Regions from separate parts of the Ovis aries genome. Here region 1 is linked to region 2. The links are chromatin contacts, called in public Hi-C maps. All regions are on one chromosome and are shown on one strand. The core of a region is the stretch at or near the end of the contact, and the rest is flanking DNA. Distances in the headings are between cores, read along the strand shown. Region 1 has its middle 10 kb from the start of SPEN. Region 2 overlaps ZBTB17 (zinc finger and BTB domain containing 17).

Evidence for each region. Hi-C and Micro-C count contacts between places; a contact is called where the count stands out from the background.
Region 1: a contact with region 2 is called in a Hi-C map of hypothalamus, with 1.9 times the contacts expected there. The contact joins two enhancer-like sites. A contact is called at or near these places in 2 of 16 Hi-C or Micro-C datasets (hypothalamus and skin fibroblasts).

Annotation. Positions count from the first base shown.
Region 1 is chr12:51,048,090-51,052,567 of ARS-UI_Ramb_v3.0, forward strand. It overlaps the pseudogene LOC101109110. Among named protein-coding and RNA genes, the nearest start is that of SPEN, 10 kb to the left of the region's middle. Within about 2 kb of position 1,277, at least 52 of the 54 cell types and tissues checked have an H3K27ac peak or open chromatin away from gene starts, as enhancers often do. A contact at or near this core is called in hypothalamus, where this site is marked.
Region 2 is chr12:50,937,706-50,942,215 of ARS-UI_Ramb_v3.0, forward strand. ZBTB17 (zinc finger and BTB domain containing 17) reads left to right here. Exons shown (of 17, transcript XM_060396584.1): 2 at 1-4,319. Among named protein-coding and RNA genes, the nearest start is that of ZBTB17, 18 kb to the left of the region's middle. Within about 2 kb of position 3,261, at least 18 of the 54 cell types and tissues checked have an H3K27ac peak or open chromatin away from gene starts, as enhancers often do. A contact at or near this core is called in hypothalamus, where this site is marked.

The sequences.
Region 1 (4,478 bases), core at 27-2,526, 110 kb after region 2:
GTTCCCAGCAGGAAAAAAGATCTCCCTGAACTAGGACCCACTGAATGGCTCCGCCCAGAGCGATGACCTGGACTGACCTCAGACTCGGCGTGGTCAGTGGCTCACTAGCACCTGCGGGGAAGTTAGCAGGTGCTGGAGACCATAAAATACAAAATTGCAACTGCAACATCAGTCTGTAGGAGCCCCCAAGGTGCCTTTTTCGCAAATTCCCTCTTTTAAACCTTAACATCTCTGAGGCTCTGAATATAGAAAGACAATTAGTCCACCAGGGAAGCGACGGTGGTGTACTTCAAAAGAAGAGTGGCAAGGAAACAAAACTCAGACTGGAGAAGTGGCAAGCCTCCACGCCCTGCCAAGCGGACCTTACTGAACCTACTGGATTTCAAAAAATGAGGCTGAATGGAAGTGGAATACATGGCAAGGTAAAGAGCTGGAGAGTGAGGGAGCGGGCGGATTAAGAACCTACAACCCTGGTAATAATTTCCACCACACTCCGAAAGGAAGAGGAAAAGAGAACAAAACAATAGGCACCTTAAAAAAAAAAAAGTAAACGCGGTTACTATGGTTACCATGCTCTAACCTCAATTCTGCAAATGGAGACAAAAGCGGCACGCCAAAGCCCTTTCTTTGTCTGCATCCACACTCGGAGGACTAGTCCAGCTGCCAGCCCCAGCAGAGGCTGGTGTCGAGGACCAAGCGCAGGGTTCCAAATAAAGGACACCTTTATTTAGTAAGCAAGAACTTCAGGCAGTGCCTGATGGAAGCCAGCGCGGCCGTCACCCGGTCCTTTGATCAGAGCTGTTTCCCCTAGTTGGGAGAAGGCTCCAACACTTTCCAGTCATCGATTCCTGGCGCAGGCAGGAGTGGAAGGGGGCTAACGAGATACGGTTCAACCTTAGCCCTTAGACACAAAGGGAAGGCCATTCTCCAGGAAACCCGCGGGACGTAATTAATAACCCCTCAAGAGACTACAGTTTCCGCGAGTGGGAGTAGAGGACACAGTGAGTACGGCGCAACTGAGGTGCTCAAACGCACTTCACATCAAAGACGCTACCACAAGCTGCGCGGAAAAAGCCGGGCCAAGACAGCACAGTGCGCAGGCGCGCGAAGCTGCGACTCCAGACCCTTGGGCCTGCCCCTCCCCCCACTTCTCTCAAAAGGCCAGAGGAGTTGGCTCAACGCGCTTGCGCAACGACGGACCGTTGGGGGAGGGGAGAAAACCTGTTCCCTTCATTGTGAGAGAACCGTCCCGCCTCGCACGGCGAGCGCGCGCGCGCACACGTACCACTCTCACACTCATACACGCGCGCACGGAGCTTGCCGCCCAGTGCGTTGCGCATGCTCCTGGAGGGAGGCGATTTCGGAGCCTGCGGGGTTTTGCTGAGTTTCCCTGAGAAGTTTCTGGAAAGATGCACTTCAAAGGAAGCTGGGGGATGGGGAGCGCAGGGAAGCGAGCGTTTGAGAGACGGAAAAAACGAAAAACCCAAAGTACACCGATACCGCCCTGCCTCCATCTATCAAGCCACGACCAAAGCAAAGCCCAAGCCCACCGAGACCCTCACGCCAGGGGAAAAAGTATGGGGACCACAGCAGCTGCTCCTTCCTCTTCCCGTGCCCAGCCCCCAGGCCCCTCAACACAGGGAGAAGGGAGAGAGCAGAGGGGAATGTGGTGAAAAGCCTAAAACGCTCACTGGATGTTTGCGTGGAGGAGCCAAAGCCGACATGGGGCTCTGGAGATGCCCGCGCGCTACGAGCCACCGGCGGCTGTTTGCTGCGCGTTGGGGTGTGGACTCTGCTGGGGTGTGGACGCTTCGTTGGGATTCGACGTGGCTGGCGAAGGACTGGTCTGCGGCTCTGCCCCCCATTTCCTTAATTTCCCCAAATTTGGAGGCCTCTTTGATCCCCCTTTCCTGTCTTTGGCAACCTGAAGCTAATGCTGCGAGTGTGGAGACCCCAGGAATGAGGTGCTCCCGCCGCCCCGCTCCCGGCTTAATGGGCGTCCTGGGAAGGCAAGGGTAGCCCTGCAGGTGTGCAACGCTCAGTTCTTTTCAGTTTGTACCCCCTTCAGTAAGAGCCTCCTGAAGAGGGGGCCGTTTGTAAAAACAAAGGCGACGCGTCGTTTGGACTTGAGAGGCGGCGTGGAAGGCTGGCGGGGGTCTCCATGCAGCCACGGAGGCGCGCCAGTGCCTGAGGAGAGCCGGGCCGGACTGCTATGAAGAGGAAGCTCGAGCTGGCATTGTTGCGCTGGGGGGAGGGGTCCGCGGCGCCTTTTATTCGCCAGCGCCAGCTCGGGGCCTGGCCTGGCTGCCATTTTGTGGCTCGGCCGCCATTTCGCGCAGCCGCGGGTGCAGGGCTGTGGGGGGCGGGGCCGGCGACCGCGCGCCGGGCTGCCCCTGGGAGCGAAGGCGGGCGGGTCGCCTTTGTTCTTCGCCTAAGTTCTTCTGGCTGGGCTCAGTCTCTGTCGCGACCCGCCCCGGACACGCGCCGGGTGAGCACGCGGCGTGTGAACCTCTGAAAAGCATCGAGAGGCGTACACGGAGTCCCAAGTGCTTCCTGCCCTCTAAACCCTTGAAAAGTGGGATCTCTCACCCCAGCACTTGCTATGTGAAAAGGATCAGTTTTACGAGGCAGTGCTCAGAACTGGAGCGTGGGAAGCTGTCATTTCACCTTGCGAGTAAAGGCGCTTTCTGCAGCTTTGTGCTGCTAGGAGCACTAAGCCTGCTGGAATGCAGTGCCTTGAACCGCAGTGGCGTTCAGCAGATGGAAATTAAACTGCGGAGCTGGGAGACCCAACAAAGGTGCTAAACGACAGGGTAACAAAGAGGTCGGTCTCTTTAAAAAAAAAAAAAAAAAAGTAGTGTCTTTGGAGTGCTGTCAGCCACAGAAGCGAGACGTTGCTTTTCATTGGCTGCCTGTGAAGCACGCACTGCGCAACTATTTTCAGATCAGGTTTTATAGCCCCTTATTTATATCTGAGCTATAAACTGAAACAATGGATTGGAATGGCTTATTTCTGTCGGTCGAGGATATATTCCATTTTTTAAAATCCCTTATGAATACATAAATAACAAATTGACTCAATAAAATCTCTTTTACCTTCAAGTGTGATTTCAAATTCTGAAAGAGCTGTTTCCCTGACAGCCAGGGAAATATTTAAATATTAATCTTGGCATTGTGATCGTAACTTTGCGAATCCAAAATCACCAAAGTCAGGAAATTAAAGAGTAATGCTACTAAATTTGTCTTCTCGACTTGCTTTTTGCGCGAGGTATTTCTGTTTAATTTTGTGCAATCTTCCACCCACCCCCCGCAGTAGCATGAGTTCAAAAAAAAACGAGTACAGTAACGTGTTCATAATTTAGCCAGCCTTTCCGGCTAAAATTTTTTTGGTGTTACAGATACAGTAGTTTTCTGGTTTTTTTCCCCCTACTACATATAATTACAGGCGGTTATCTGTTTCAGTAACCGGGGGGTTAATATATAATGATGGATGAAAATGTAAAGAATATATTTGTCGTTGAAGGAATAGATCAGTATTTGATGGCTTCCAGATGAAAGAAACATCTGAGAAGTGAGTGTTGAAGTCCAAGTTTTATTTCAGGTTCAGTACGACTAAAACCACTGCATAGAGTTTTGATTTTTTTTAATACCCAAGATTCTGTAAAGCACAATAGTGTACGTTCTTCTGATGGTGAGAGCTTATGAAATATATTTTTTATTTTATATTGGAGAATAGTTGCTTTACTAAAAATGTATTGTTTTTGAAAGCACAACGAAATTTGAATAGTATAAAACTGTTAGTATTATTGGGGAATTAGAATGTGCTATCCTAGTAATGCAAACAAAATATCACACCCCTAATCAGCCAAGCAGTTGAAATTCAGAGAACGATTGAACAACCTTTCTTTCACTTTATACAGATACAGAAGTATCTGTTTAAACAATTCTAATAACCTAGAATTTTTTAAATTTATAAAACGAGTATTTACTTCCCATTTGCTATTACATTTAACACAAAAAGCACATCCTTTTTGTACAAAAAGAGTTTGCAATTCATATTTTCTTAAGCATAGGTAATATCTATATGTATTATAATATTCCAACTATTCTAGAAAAGACAAAACAACAAAGACAGATCAGTGGTTCCCAAAGTGGCAGTAGTGGTAAAGAATATGCCAGCCAATGCAGGAAACTTAAGATGTAGGTTCGATCTCTGATCGCTGGGTCGGGAAGATCCTGCAGAGGAGGGCCTAGAAACCCACTCCAGTATTCTTGCCTGGAAAATACCATGGACAAGAGAAACCTTGCAGGTCAAAAAGAGTTGGACATGACTGAGCATGCACGCAGTGGGGAGGGAATGAATGAATGAATTTGCAGGGAACAGGGGGCTCTGGGGCAGTGAAACTACTCAGTATAATACTACAGTGGTGGATACCTGTCATTATACATGTGTCTAAACCCACAGACCTTAAACAATA
Region 2 (4,510 bases), core at 2,011-4,510:
TCAGGGTGGGGGCCACTATTCAGTAGAAGATGAAGCATTTGGGGGCTGTGGGGAAGGGCTGAGTCAGGTTTGTGGGTTTATATAAAGTGGAAATTGATTCTAATAGTTTGAGAAACACAAGCTTAATAGAAGAGCTGTATTTGCTGGCCAAGGAGAAAAGTTCCATAGGGCTGGTTTTGTTGATATTTTGCTTCTCTGTCATGTTGCCTGTTGTTGATATTTGCTTCTCTGTCACATTGCACTGAAAAGGGACGGGTTGTCACACTGGGTAGGTTGGTGGGGTTGGGCAGGGAGGTTTCACATTTGCTGGGCTGGCCTGCTGTGAACTTCTGTTTCCTTGGCCCAAGTTTGTGTATGCCAAGTTGTGTCCAGGAGCCACCAGTATTTCTAGAAAATCAGGAATGCTGATCCTTGTCACTGCTCTCAGATCCCTCCAGGCCTCTGGATGGCTGTGTCGTGTCCAGGCCTGTAGCTGGCACAACAAGTTCTAGGAGCCAGGGGCTGTGGTTCATTTAGATCGGCCTCTGGTGATCGGCCAGTTGTTTCCTGGCTTAATGGCTTCCCTCTGTGCCACAGTTTGGAAATCCTGCCAGCAGTTTAGTGCTGATAACCTGGGTAATATTTCATGTTTGACAGGTGCCCATTCGACTCTGAGATAGAGCGGTGCTCTGTGGACCCACTCAGAGCTTTGGGCAGGCTGGTCATCTGGAAGCACACTTGGGGTTTACTAAACAGTTGTTCAATATAAAGTGCTTCCCTGACAGAGAAAATCACTCTTACTTGTTCTTATCCAGTACCCTCTTGTCTCTTAATGTTAGTTGGGCTCTGGGATTTTTCCGGATTACATTTAGAAGGAGTAATGAGATTATTACAACGTCTAAACAAGGTTCAAGTCACCAAGTACACTTGAGGTGCCCAGCATGAAAAGATAATGTGGAAATCATCTGATGTGGTCTTTGGCCTAAAAATATATATAGTCTGCATCTGTTTCCTGGTAGCAATCATTTGCTGAGTGCTTACCACGTGCCAGGCACTGGGCAGGCCCTTTGCTTACCTTTCCTAATTGGATCCTATAACAAACATGGGAAGTAGTTCCATTGGTTCCAGTATGCAAGAGAAGGTCGTCACCTGCTGGTGTGGTGGGTGGCGGGCCCTGGATTTGGCCCTGCTTGGCTTGACCCCAGAGGTTCTGCTGCCTACATGGTGCTGAACTGCCTCTTAGGTCCTTACCCTTGGAGGTAGCAGGGTGGAACTTGGAGCCCAGGGTAGCAGTGCTCTTAGTTTTGAGGTGATTGGACTGTGCCACACCTGGTGCCATGCTGCTTGGCATGTTGAGGACACTCTGTAGATGCTGTTTTGTTGATACCGAGGGTGGGGGTGGGGGGTCTGGGATTCAGGTTTCACTGGACTGAGTAGCGTGGTTTTCCTGACCCAGTGAGAAACCTTCCTCACCTTAGCAGTCTTTTTGCACGTTTTGGATCTGAAAGGCAAATGAGATGGATTGTATTTTCTCTGGTGCCATCGGCCCCCTGCATCCCCTGCGCTCCTTTCAGCCTTCGAGGCCCTTTCCCCTCCTCAGGGTAGCCCAGGCCAGAGTGGCTGGGGGCACAGTTGGAAACGACCCCGTCTCTGCATGGGACTGAGTGTGGCACCTGTATCTCACTACTTTCTTATTACAGATATCGTTAAATGTTGAAAAATGTTCCTTTATAAAAGTATACAAAATGCACGTTTATATAATCTAGGTGAATCCAGATTAAGAAACAGAGAGCTTCCAGTATCTTAGAACACCCCTGATTGCGCCTCCTCCCATCCAGAGAGAACTGTTACCCTGAAATTTTTCATGAATCATTCCCTTTTCTTTACAGTTTTACCATCTGAATCAGTTCTCTCTTGCTGTCAGCCAACCATCTCAATGCTTAGTGGCTTGAACCATCAGCAGTTTTTTGTTTCTTCTCGTTTCATGGGTTGACTGGGCAGTTGTTTTTGTTCCACGAGGTGTTGGGGGTCATTCCTGTGCCAGTATTCAGCCAGTGGCTGGACTGGCACCCTGGTGCTGTCAGCAGGGGCCTCTCAGCTCTTCATTGTGCACAACGGTGTCTCCTCCAGAGCCCCTCCGTGTGTTTTCTGTCCCCAGCAGGAGCACCTGGGCATCTGTACAGCAAGGCGACTGGGCTCCAAGCAAGCAAAAAGAATCTTCCAGACCTCCTAAGGGCCAGGCCTGGGACTGGCACAGTGTCACTGCTGGCCGCCCAGATTTGGCTGGAGTCTCGTGCAGGCATGGCTGGAGGGAGGGGTTGCTGGCTGCTGTCTATGGAGGCTGCGCCCGCTGTGCCTGTGTCCGTGTTGCCCATTTGGAACCACGCTGCGTGGCTTCCCCAGGTCCCTCGTGTTTTCATTCCCAGATGAATTTCTTGTGAGGCTGGCCAGGGCTCTTGTCCAGCCAGGCTGCGCGTCCTCTGGGGAGCATCCCAGCTCTGATAACGCGGTCTGCCCCAACAGTCAGGGCCATTGACCGGGCAGATGGCAATATCACAGAAGCTGCCTGTTTGCAGGCAGGAGTTGGTCGGAAATATGAGGGCTTTGGGTTTGGTGGGCTCTGCATTTTTGTTGTGTGTGAGTTTCCTCTTTCTTGGAAGCAGCTTTAACTGAGGCCCACGTGTAGCACCCTTGAAGCGAGGTGAAATGAGGAGGAAGGCGTGCTGATGTTTGGCAGAGGGCACCACATAGTACGGGTGGGCTGGAGGAGCTGCACTTGATCCCGGTCATGGGCGATGAGAGGTGGGTTGGCTGCTGATCTTACTTTGTGTTTAAAGTCTCCTCAGATAGTGCCCCCTGCTCACATGGACTCGGGATTCCTGGCTCCCAGCACACTGCCTGCCCCTGGAGCCCCCAGGTCTCTCTGTGTGCCCCATGCACTCACCTCTCTTTCTGGTCCCCTCTAAGCTTGCTCAGATCCTGATAGGTTCCTTTCACTGTAGAGCAGGGGTCCCCATCCCTTGGGCCACAGACCAGTATCTGTCTGTGGCCTGTTAGGAACTGGGCTGCACAGCTGGAGAGTGACCAGTAGTGAGCAAAGCTCCATCTGTATTTACAGCTGCGTCAGTCACTTGCATCCCCCGCTACGCCCCGGCTGTGGAAACATTGTCCTCCTTGAAAACCAGTGCCTGGTGCCAAAACGGTTGGGGCCCACTGCTGTAGAGTATGAGAGAGGAGGCGGTCGGAGCATTGCACGCTCAGTTCACCTAAGTCTGGAGGTGGGGCGCTGCCTGGCTGTAGCTCAGCCCCTCCGAGGGGACGCCTCTCACTGGTTCTGGGCACTGCCTAGGGGAGAAAGGGGCTCTGGGAGCTTTCTTAGGCAGCAGGCTGGAGGAGGTGAGTGGGTGAGCCTGGAAGACTGCCCCTGGGGCTTTGCAGTTATGAAACCCACAGTGCTGCTGACAAGTGACACCATTTGGCACTTGGCAAGCCCCTCAGGGGCCAATCACAAGATGGGGCTTGTGAGCATATATGTGTAAGCACTGCTGTCTGTCTGTGGGGATGGTCTTTTTTCTCCTTTTCCCTTCCTTCCTTCCTTCCAGTTCCTTTCCCTGCTTCTCCTGTCTTTCCCTGCTCTCTCCTCTCTTACCCTCTCCTGGTTTCTCTCCCATCCTTTTCTTTATTTGACAGAAGAGATGATCTTTTAGGACTGTTTCTCTTGTTGGAACAGCTCTGGAGGCTTCAGAGGGATTCCAGAAGGCTTCCGTGTTCTGACACCCACATCTGGGGAGGAGCCCACTTCTGGGCGGGCATGTCTCATCGGAAAGCTGTGGTTAGCTTTGGGTGGAAAACATTACTCAGGGCACACAGCTGCTCCTGTGTGTGTGGGGGTGCTGGAGCCACTGGGTCACTGAGCACCCTCTCCTGGGGACCTTCCCCCAAGGCCTCTGGACATAAGCTCCCCGACCCTATGCCCCCCCCCACTGTCCGCCATCCCCCACCAGGAGTCCTGGGCTTCGAGCCCCTTCCCTTAGAAGCCTCAGGGAGTGTGACAGCCTGAGGGCTTGTTGTAGACCTGGACCCAGGGAAGGCTAATAATCACCTGACCTTTAAGCCAGCTGGTCTCTCCACACTGTTGGCCAGGAGTCTTTTCTCACGTTTATCTTCCTAACAAGTCAGATCGCTTTCTGGCTGGAGGGTTCTGCTTTCAGTTGGCTCCAGCCCAGGGGGATAAGAACAACTCTTTGCCTCTTGTGTGGGGGTGGGAGGCAGGGAACTCATGTTCAGCCAGCACTCCTTTTCTGAGCCTGGCAAGTGCTTCCTCCCGGCTCCTAGTGAAGGTAAGAGAGCCAGGCTCCCCACCAGGAGGGACTGGTTTGGGTCTGAGTGGAAAGTTCTGAGGGGAAGATTCTGCAACTCATCGAGGAGGCCCCTGTGGTCCTTCACTCTGCACTTGGGAGGTGTCTCACCTGAGGCTCCCGAGGACAAAGAGGGTGAGCTGGTGATTGGAACTCAGGGGCTGCCCACGCCC